2 separate regions of the Ovis aries genome follow, and region 1 is linked to region 2. A link is a contact called in public Hi-C data. All regions are on one chromosome and are shown on one strand. The core of a region is the stretch at or near the end of the contact, and the rest is flanking DNA. Distances in the headings are between cores, read along the strand shown. Region 1 overlaps PDE8A (phosphodiesterase 8A). Region 2 holds the start of PDE8A (phosphodiesterase 8A).

Region 1 (4,654 bases), core at 1,824-4,323, 49 kb after region 2:
TTCATGTGCTTATTGGGCCATCCATATGTCTTCTTTGGAAAACTCATGGGCCTTTTTTAAACTTTCCTTAAACATCAGCGCATCATTTACAAATTTTCAGAGATAATATTTTTTAAACCAAAGGTTCTTTTCTGCACTTACAATGTCCATTGCCTTTACCTTCTATCCTACTTCTTCCCAAGTATACAGCATTCTGTTTCCACTTTTTTTCCCCCTACTGGGATATTTTTGGTGATGCTGAGTAAAACTATGAGAAGGTCCAATAGTGAAGGGAAGTGAATGGGAAAGACACATTTTCTATGCCAGACTCTGCTTTACAGTTTTCCTTCCAGGCCTCAGCCAAGACCTTTCTGTGAAGCTGCCCCTTCTGGTCTGTTCTCTGAATCTTGGACTGTCTGTGCTGCAGCTAACAGCATTCACAACTACAAAGCTACACTTTTCTCACGTAAGCCTGGAGGAGGGGTCCTGGGATGGTTAATTCTCCTGTCTGCCTTCAACCGCAGGGCAGCAGCTCTGTCCTCAGCATCATGCACGCACACGATATGGCCTCAGGCAGGAAGATGCACTCTTTTCCTTCCGTTTGTTTGGCCGTGCTGGGTCTTCATTGCTGCGTGGGCTTCTCATTGCTGTGGCTTCTCTAGAAGCAATTGGGCTTCAGTAATTGCCCCCCGCCATGCCGGTCTCAAAAGCTCAGGCTTAGTAGTTGTGCATGGGCTTAGCTGCTGCACAGCAGGTAGGATCTTCCCAACCCAGGGATGGAACCTGTGTCTCCTGCAGTGGCAGGCTGATTCTTTCCCACTGAGTCACCAGTGGGAAGTCCAGAAAAGCTTCATTCACCCTTTTCAACAGGGAGAAAGTGGTTTCCCACCAGACTGTGTCCCACTGGGGCTTCCCAAGTGGCGCTAGTGGTAAGAACCCACCTGCCAAGGCAGGAGATGCAAGAGACTTGGGTTCAGTCCCTGGGTCGGGAAGATCCCCTGGAGGAGGTCATGGCAGCCCACTCCAGTATCCTTGCCTGGAGAATCCCATGGGCAGAGGAGCCTGGCGGGCTACAGTCAGGCCTTCCCCATCAGCAGCTGCCCCTTGGGTCCCGTCGGCCCAGGGCTCTGGGTGCCTGTGCTCCGCAGAGGGCCACAGCATGAAGTGCCAGCGGGGCGTAGATGGGGAGGTGCTGTGAGGAAGGCATCTTACAGAGGCCGTCTCAGGCGTCTTCCTCTCTTTCATTCAGCCCGAACCTCTCTGTCAACTTCCATGGGCCGGGCCTACTAGGTGAAGTCCCACAGCCATTTCAGCTTTTCTCTCCGTGTATGAAGTCCTTGAGAAGTCTGACAGTGACTGTCACGGCTTTTCCTGAGTTGTCTTCCTGCCTGTGAAGTATCTTGAGTTCCCTGAACTTCAGCCTCCACTGAACTCGACCCAGTTTGCCTTGATGTCCCAGCTGCTGCCCCCACCAGTCCCCCAGCCTCACTGGTCTTCTCCTCCTGTGGGACTTCGTCGCTCATTTCTGGTTCTGGCTGTGATCAGAGTCGGGGATGTGGGAGCAGCTCAAACCTGCTGCTGGGGGTTGGGAGCCATTTTATTATTTTTACCTGGAATTTGTGCCTGGGCCCTTGAGTACTCACCTGACCGGGGCACTGCTGACTGCTGAGGCCTGCTGGTGAACCCGGCCGTCTGCCCTCTGACCCGACCCCCTCTGTGGCCTCACCTACCAGGGAGTCTTCCATCTTAACCACACTGAGCCTCTGGCTGTTTCTGAACATGCTGGCTCCAGCCTGCCTTGGCACATAACATTTTCTCTTTCTAGACTGCTCCTTTACTTCTCCTTACCTGGCACAGCCCTGCAGTTCCTTGAGGATTTACCTGAGTAGGCATCACTCTCTTGAACACATTTAAGAATTTTGCGTCCCCCTCCGCCCCCCTGCCGGCAGGTTAATCAGTCACTTCTCAGCCATGCTCTGTACAAGTTTTTGTTGTTAAACATTCACAAAGTGTTGTAATTATTTTTTAATGTTTTTCTGCTCTTCTATATTCATTCTATATTTAGCTTCTGGAAGATAAGATCCATATTTTTATTTCTATAACCTCAGTACTCAGTAAGGTTTAGCCCATAAAAAGTGGCCCTATAAATATTTGTTGGAATGAAGGAATGACAATTTCACATCCAAACCTGCTGATTAAATACCTAATTTCATATCCTTTTTACAAAAGGAAATCTATATATCCTAAAAGATTTTTAAATACATGAGATACTATTATGTTACCTGAACGTGATTGCCCATTACATTCCTTACTTGGCTGACCAGACCGAGGCCCAGAGATGTAAGTGACTAACCCAAGGCCACATAATGATGAGAGGCAGAACTGGGGCCGGACTCCTATCTTTGTCTCTCACGCATCTCGTCCTCCAGTTTCTTGAACGGGAGTTGGCCAGATAGATGGGACACGAGAGGGGGCGGGCGAGGGGGAGGAGATTGTGTAATTAGCATCACCCACATGGCTGTCAAAGACTGCCTCTGCCTTCCTTTTCTGTATGCTTTTGCTTACAAGAACTTTGCCCTTTCTCTGCCTCTCTGCTCGCCCAAGTCCAGCCTGCCTCTCCAGACCCAGCCTGATTCTTGCCTCTTGTGCCTTTCTTGATCAAAGGCACTTTACCCCTTTTCTGAGTTCCTTAACTGTTCAGCTCGTGAGGCAGTGTGGTGCAGTGCAGGTGTGGGTCTTGGGGTGTTACTCAGCTCTGGTGTCCGGTTCCGTTCCCCCACTTACAGATTAACCTTGTTGAGTCTGTTTCCAGTCTGTAGTCAGGAGTAATGATAACAGTTCCTATTTCATAGGGTTGATGAGAGTATTGAATTAGAAAGTCCTTGGTACATAGTAAACACCCAGAGGTCACAACTGGTGGTGGTGGTGGTAGCTTGATTATAGTAAGCCACTGGAGGCAGATCACTGTGCTTCTTGAGCTCCAGGTCTTCTTGGGCCTGACTGCTTTACTGCTGAATCGGGCATTACCCAGTTTTGTAAGGGGCGTATCCTAACCTCCAGGCTGCGCTCAAGCGCTTGCTGGAGTGCTTTTGTGAGTAATACTCTCTCACAGCTGCTGCTCCTTGGTGCCGGCCAGTGCTCTGCCATTCAGAGGCTTGCTTATTTGTGTCAGGGATGTTTCGTAGAAAGAAAAAATGTCTCTGTGGTCTGCTAAGCGAAAGAACAGAATGTTTTCTCTTTACTGAACAGCTCCAGCCAGCTTTAAGGGTCTGTGTTTATATAGTTCTAAGTCTCTATTGTCAGTAATTAAGGAAATGGATTAGAAAAGGCAATTTAATGAAAACTCAGACTGCAGGCAATTTGCATGCATTCCCTGGTTTGACACCATGGTGCAGGCTCACCTTGGGTTGTGAAAGGAGCAGCCTGAAATTCCCTAGACTTGCTTCTTGATTAATAACCTGTAGAGACTGTCCTTAGTATAAAACTTGGATAATCTTGTTGCTTGGATTTTCTCCCTCTTGTAAATGAAAAACCAGGAAAATACAGTATATTTACTATATACAGGGAACAAAGGTCTTGGAGACAGTAACTTAAGAACCCTTAGTAACCTAGCTTTTAAAGACCTAGGCCTCCTTGTTTTATTTCTAAAAGCCAGTGGAATAAGTCCCTCATTTTCTCAGATTTATACGGAAACTAAAATGTGGAAAATTTGGTCTTTAAAGAGGCACGACTTCTGGTTTTATTGGGTTGTTTCATTTTAAAGTTTAAACATTTCAGTGTCTCATGATACTCTCAGTTAAAAGGAAGTTCTTGTGAATATCATGTAGCTATTAAAAATTGTAACAGATCCATATTTGCAAGAAAATTCTCAGTTTTAAGGGAAAGTGTGGGAAGAGTTCATTTATGTGTGCATCAGGGTATGTGCTCACTTGCTAACATGGAGTACTCCTTTAGGTTACTGAGATAGATTTCAGGTCACAGCTGTTTCTTCCTTTGCATCCGTTTTGTACTCTGTGGATTTTGGAGTAACCATGTATTACTTTAGACTCAAACTATAAAAGCGCTTTCTTTTTGGAGGAAAAAAAGGAAAACTTAAGATTTGAATGTGATAAAGTTAGCCTTTCTTCATATTCCCCTTGAAAATTATCCCAAGCAACTAGGGAGGGGGTTGAAAAAAACCCTGGAAATGAAAACTCTGTCTTTGGAGAAATTAGAAGATGTCTGCAACCCGAAACCAGAAAACAAGTGGAAAAAGTTCTTGAAAGATTGGACCAGGGATAGAGAGGAAGTAGAAAACACTCGTAGCTGCAGACCTCCGGAAAAGAAAACTCAGCTAGCAAATAGCACTTTCCAAGATGAGGGATACACCCTGGGGTTCAGAACCAAAATGTCTGGTTTGAAAGAGTGGAAGCGACTGCACAGCCTGGTGGCAGGAGCTTTACCAGATCCAGTTTGATTCCAAGACACAGAGGAGGGTGCCCTGAATGAGGACTTATACAAGTAGTGTTTGTGGGGAGCAGGCTGAGCTGTGGGGGCAGGAGGGACAGGACTCTGCTGTGAACAGCGCCCACAGCCACCCGGGTGGAGGACGAGAAGCTCAAGAATATCTCCCCCCAAAAAGAAAGAGTACTCCCATCCGCCTGGACGTGGCTCTGGCTCCTCTCCCAAGTGAACC
Region 2 (4,851 bases), core at 1,844-4,343:
AGCCCCCTTGTTGGGAGTGGAGGAGTCTGAAATAGCAGGAGCGAATAGGGTCATTCTGAGAAAAAGGGTGCATAGTGGGTGGTTAGCTCTAAGCTCCAGGAGAATCCTGAGTACCAAGGTCCAGAGCCAAACAGAGGAGAGAAGTGCTGAGGCGCACCTGGGTTGTGGAGTCAGAGGACAGCACCTGGAGGCTTCCCTCTGCTGTCCTCACCTATGGGAACTGCTGCTCTCTCTTGCGGTTCTTCAGGGCGGATCGTCCAGTGCCTTACCAGAGAAAGGCAGGAACACTCAAACACTGTACTCAGGGCTTGGGAGTACAGAGAGAAATGAAGGTAAGCCGGCCAGGGGCCTGGAAAGGATGGTCAACAGAGGTTTTGTATCTGGGGTAGCCAGATCCTCCCTATCCAGGTGCAGAGGGTATGGCTAAAGGGTTCCCCCTTTCAATCGCACAGCTCAGCCTGGTTCTATGTTTTCATTTCCCTTCATCCCTTCTGGAGCTGGGATGGGATGAGAGGGTACATACCTTTTCACCAAACAATTCAACTTTTAGGAGTCCATCTTAACAGAAAAAGATGCATTCAAGGATGTTCAATGCAGCCCTGCTTGTGATATTCTAACAGCTGTGTGTGTGTGTGCATGTGTGTGTGTGTGTGTGTCTGATTATTTAACATAGAAACAGGTCTGGTAGCATATGGTCCAAACTGTTAACAATAGTTACCTCTACGGAAGGAAGGGACTGGGGAAGGAAGAAAGGCTTTCCTTTGTTTCTGCACATTTTATATACTTATGCTAATTTTAACTTTTTTTTTTTTACTATTTTTCTAGCACATATGAATGTGATTTTAAAAGATTTAAAAATCACATTGTACAAAATCTTGCAATTTAGAGAAATGAACCGAAGTCTGATGCCAGATTTGTAGTGGTATGGATCCTCGGGGTAATTTTATTTCCTCCAGCAGTTTTCGTCAGTCTAGGGGCAGGCCTGCAGGAAGATGGTGTTGAAAGGACCCAGGAGAAGTTGGCAAGCTAAGACACAGGCGCTCAGTAATTATTCTGGGCATCTGACATCAGTTAGCCTATTTAATCCCTGAGGGGTAGATATCATTAATCCTAGATTTACAGTGAAGGAAAGTGGCTTGGAGAGAGGGCTTGTGGCAGGACTGGGATTCGCACCTCAGGGTGTGGGATCTCTCCTGCTCTTGGCTGCTTCCAGCCCAGTTCAGTGGGGAGGCAAGGAAAGGAGCAGAAAGGTGGGCGCCAGTAGCAGCCTTTGAATGCTGACTCCCAGGTAGGGGAGGAAAGAAGGCCGCGAGGGAGCTCCAGTTGTTAAAGAAAAAGGATCAGCTTACGTGTAAGAGGCGCGTAAACCAAGTTGGTTTGGGTTTTACATAGAATAAAGCTGTGTGGAGCACTGCATCTTCACGTCTCTCATGAACTGGGGAGGGGCCAGACGACTGAGGAGTCTCCTGGAAATGGGCTGTGTGTGTGGGGGTGGGTGGGAGTGAGGGTGCCAGGCTGGCCTCTGTCTCTCGGCTGAGTCCTTTCCTGGTCCCATTTACCTCATGCAGAATAAGAACTGAAGTTGACATTCATTGACAAGTTTGAGCCTGGTAGGGGGTCAAGCAGTCCTGTTTGAGGGTCCCTGCAGTTGGGGGCGGGGAGAATGGATTGGGGTGGCGGGGGAGTATGTTCTGCATGCCACCAACTTCCAGATACCCACATGGCTGGGGGTGCCTCTCCTGCAGCAGGAGTAGGGTTGTGTGTGAGCTCTCTTCACACACACCTATGTGGAGGGATTCTTCACAGGGGCTCCGGAGTCCTGGGTGAGCCAGTGAGTGGCACATACCAGTGAGGTTCGGGTTGGTTTTGTCACTGCGACTCCTTTTGTGTCCCTTGTCACTGAGGTCTGGGGAAACTGGGTAGAGAAGTGTTCAGGGACTTTGAGGTTCAGATGATGGCCAGGGAAGGAGGGCAGTGGTGGAATTGATGCTAGCTAAGGTGAGGGGGGAAGCTGTGACTTCCTGGAGTGTTCCAGGCTGAGTTCCAGAGTATGAATGGAAGTGAGTGGGGGGTTGCTCCTTGTGACCCCAGAAGTAGGCAAATGTCTCCCACCATTCCTGCCTGCTCCTACTTCATTCTTGGTTTTAGGTCTCTAAGTTTAGCATTCCTAAATTGCAGACCTGGAAATCAGTTAATGTGACTATGCAACAGTTCTCTGAGAACAGAGGGTAAGTGACCAGCTCACGATAGCACAGGGCAGCGCAGGAGGCTAGCTAGTGGATAAGGGGATCAGGGTCAGCTGGGGGTAAGTGTCCTCACCCCTAATTAGAGCAGGGCTCAAGGATGTCCAGAGAGAGGCCAGGACAACAATGTCCTGTATTAGAAGGTGGGCCCAGGAGGCACCCTGGAGTGCTGGAAGGAGGCAAGGTCAGTGCTGGTAGTCATCAAGGCCAGACTTCTCAGTGAGGCAGAGCAGGGAGGACAGAGGGTCTGAGACAGACTTGCAAACTCTCTGATGGTTGAAAGCATTTTCTTCACCAATTACTCTTTATTTAGAAGAGTCATGGTTCTGCCTGGAAAAATTACCTTCTAAATCCAGGAGCACTGAGGCAGAAAACACTGCAGTGCTGGTAGAATTACTGGTGATAGTAAAAATCTTCCCTTGTGTCTTTTAAGACATCGTCATTGAGCCGTTGGTATTTTTATAAGGCAGGGAGGGTATTATGATTATTGCTAAATGTGCTTGAACTTGATAATATAAGTCATGTGCCAGTGGCTTGGGCCAGCTAGGTTAGTAAAGAGGGCCGGTAGAGGGAAGCTGCTCCCCGGTTACCGGGCCTTTCTGCTCTGCTGCCCTTGGGGAACTGCCCGGTGCCCACCTCGGGCCCTAAAGATCCCTGCTGGAGAGGGCGCGGGGGCTGTGGATCTTAGATTCCCTAGCACCCTGAAGCCTGAGCCGCCGCAGGGAACCCAGCGCTGGAGCCTCTGCGGCAGTGCCAGCGCCGCAGCAGGGACTCCAGCCCGGAATACCCCTCCAGGTCTTCACAGTAGCCGGGGCCAAGGCGGGAGTGGGCGGCACCTCAGGGTCGTTCCAGGGCCGCGCTAGGAAAGGTGTGGACGGCGGCAGAGGAAAGGGACTAGCCGTGCCGGGTCTCGGCTGACCGCGAGCCGCAGGGAGAGAGGGGCGGGAGTGAGGGTGGGTCCGAGGTGGGCAGCTCCAGGGTACGTGATGCACACCCAGGGGTGCCACTCTCCAGTTGATCGTGGGAGGAGACCTAGCACAGAAAGGCTAAGTGATTCGCCCAAGGTCACACAGTGAGCGGGTGGCGATGTGTGTGGGGTGCCCTTCTGCCAACGCGTCTGGCGTCATCACAGGCCTCCTCTGGTTAAGGACGAGTAGGACGGCATCCCCAGCCTGCCACGAAATGTGGCTTCTTGTCATCCCAGCCTCCCAGTCGCCGGTGTAGGCGGGCCTAGGGCTCCAGATCTTGGCACGCGAGGACACGGATTGAGCCCGAGTCAGTAACACCCGTCACCCCCCACCCTCCCCCTCCTGGCTCTTGAATGGCTCAGAGACAGGGCCCTGATCGAAGTCACACAGCTGCTAAGTTCCGGAGCCGGGATTCGAACCCTGAGGTATGGGTTTTAGTGGCCACAGGCCGGAGATCAGAGACCACTGGCTCGGGGGTGACCACGTGCGGCCATGGGTAAGTCTTTCTCCCTCCCGCAGCCTGGCCGCGCGCCCCTCCCGTCGTGGCCGCGCATGCTCCGTGGCGGGCGGAGCCGGGAGGCGGCGGCGGGCACCCCAGCTGCTTTGCATTGACGCCAGCACCCGCTGGAGGTCACCGCTGGGGGCTGGGCGCGGCGTGCTGCCGGCAAGACCCGGCCCGGAATACCGAGCCGGAGCCGGAGCCGGAGCCGCGCCGCCCGCAGCTCCTGAGCGAGCGCCGCCGCTTCAGCGCTTCTCGACGGCGCGGCCTCAGGTCCGCGTCCCTCCGTCCCTCCCGGGGTGGACACGGCCTTGCTGTCCCGGCGGGATTCCTCCGGCCTGCACCGCTCAACCGTTCTAGCTTTCTCCGCCACCAGCCCTCGGAGGGCATTTATCCGTGGGGCGGCTGGCGGAGAGACGTGAGAGCCCGGAGCCTCTGGAGGCGCCGGCCACAGCGCCTCCGGGGCCGGAGCGGGCGTAGCCGGGAGCGCACCTCCCCCGGGGGGTCGCGCCGCCTCACGGCGAGGGCGGCGTCGCTCGCGCGGCGGGGACTTGTCGGCTCTCGGGCCGGGAGAGCGCAAATCTCCTCCCCTGAAATTCCCCGGAAGCGCGGCGCGGCAGAGACGAGCGCGGCGATGTGAGGGGAGACGGCCGGCGGCTCCCTCCTCTGGAAGGGCATGTTCGGAGGGGCGGCCGCGGTGCGCTGCCCGCCCCATCGCCCCCTCCCCGCCGCCTCCGCCGCCGCCGCCGCCGCGCCCGCACCGCGATAAAAGGGGCGGCCGCACTTCCTGACGGGAGACCCGCGCTCGCCGCCGCCGCCGCCCGCCCAGGCGGAGATGACACGGCGCACGCGGCGGCCCCGAGGCGCCGGGCGGGCCGTTTACTGACCGGATCGCGGCTGCCCGCCAGCGTGTCCGCGGCGCTGCCGCCAGCATGGGCTGCGCCCCGAGCATCCACATTTCCGAGAGCCGTGGGGTGTATCCCGGCGGCAAGGAGGCCGAGGACGTGCCGGGCCCCGCGGCGCCGCCGCTCCCGCCCGGCGGGCCGAGCCTCCCACCCGGCCAGAAGACGGCCGCCTCGACCCGGGACCCCGGCTCCAGCCTCGCAGAGTCCGAGCCTCGCGGAGGCAGCGGCAGCAAGGT

What was found. A called contact is a pair of places that touch in the nucleus more often than the background predicts.
Region 1: a contact with region 2 is called in a Hi-C map of hypothalamus, with 2.9 times the contacts expected there. The contact joins the enhancer-like site here to the promoter of PDE8A in region 2. A contact is called at or near these places in 2 of 16 Hi-C or Micro-C datasets (hypothalamus and omental adipose tissue).

Annotation. Positions count from the first base shown.
Region 1 is chr18:22,020,013-22,024,666 of ARS-UI_Ramb_v3.0, forward strand. The region is part of intron 1 of PDE8A (phosphodiesterase 8A); the gene reads left to right. Among named protein-coding and RNA genes, the nearest start is that of PDE8A, 49 kb to the left of the region's middle. Within about 2 kb of position 3,074, at least 13 of the 54 cell types and tissues checked have an H3K27ac peak or open chromatin away from gene starts, as enhancers often do. A contact at or near this core is called in hypothalamus, where this site is marked.
Region 2 is chr18:21,970,709-21,975,559 of ARS-UI_Ramb_v3.0, forward strand. It overlaps PDE8A (phosphodiesterase 8A), which reads left to right and starts at 3,094. Exons shown (of 21, transcript XM_060401660.1): 1 at 3,094-3,707. The coding sequence starts at 3,639.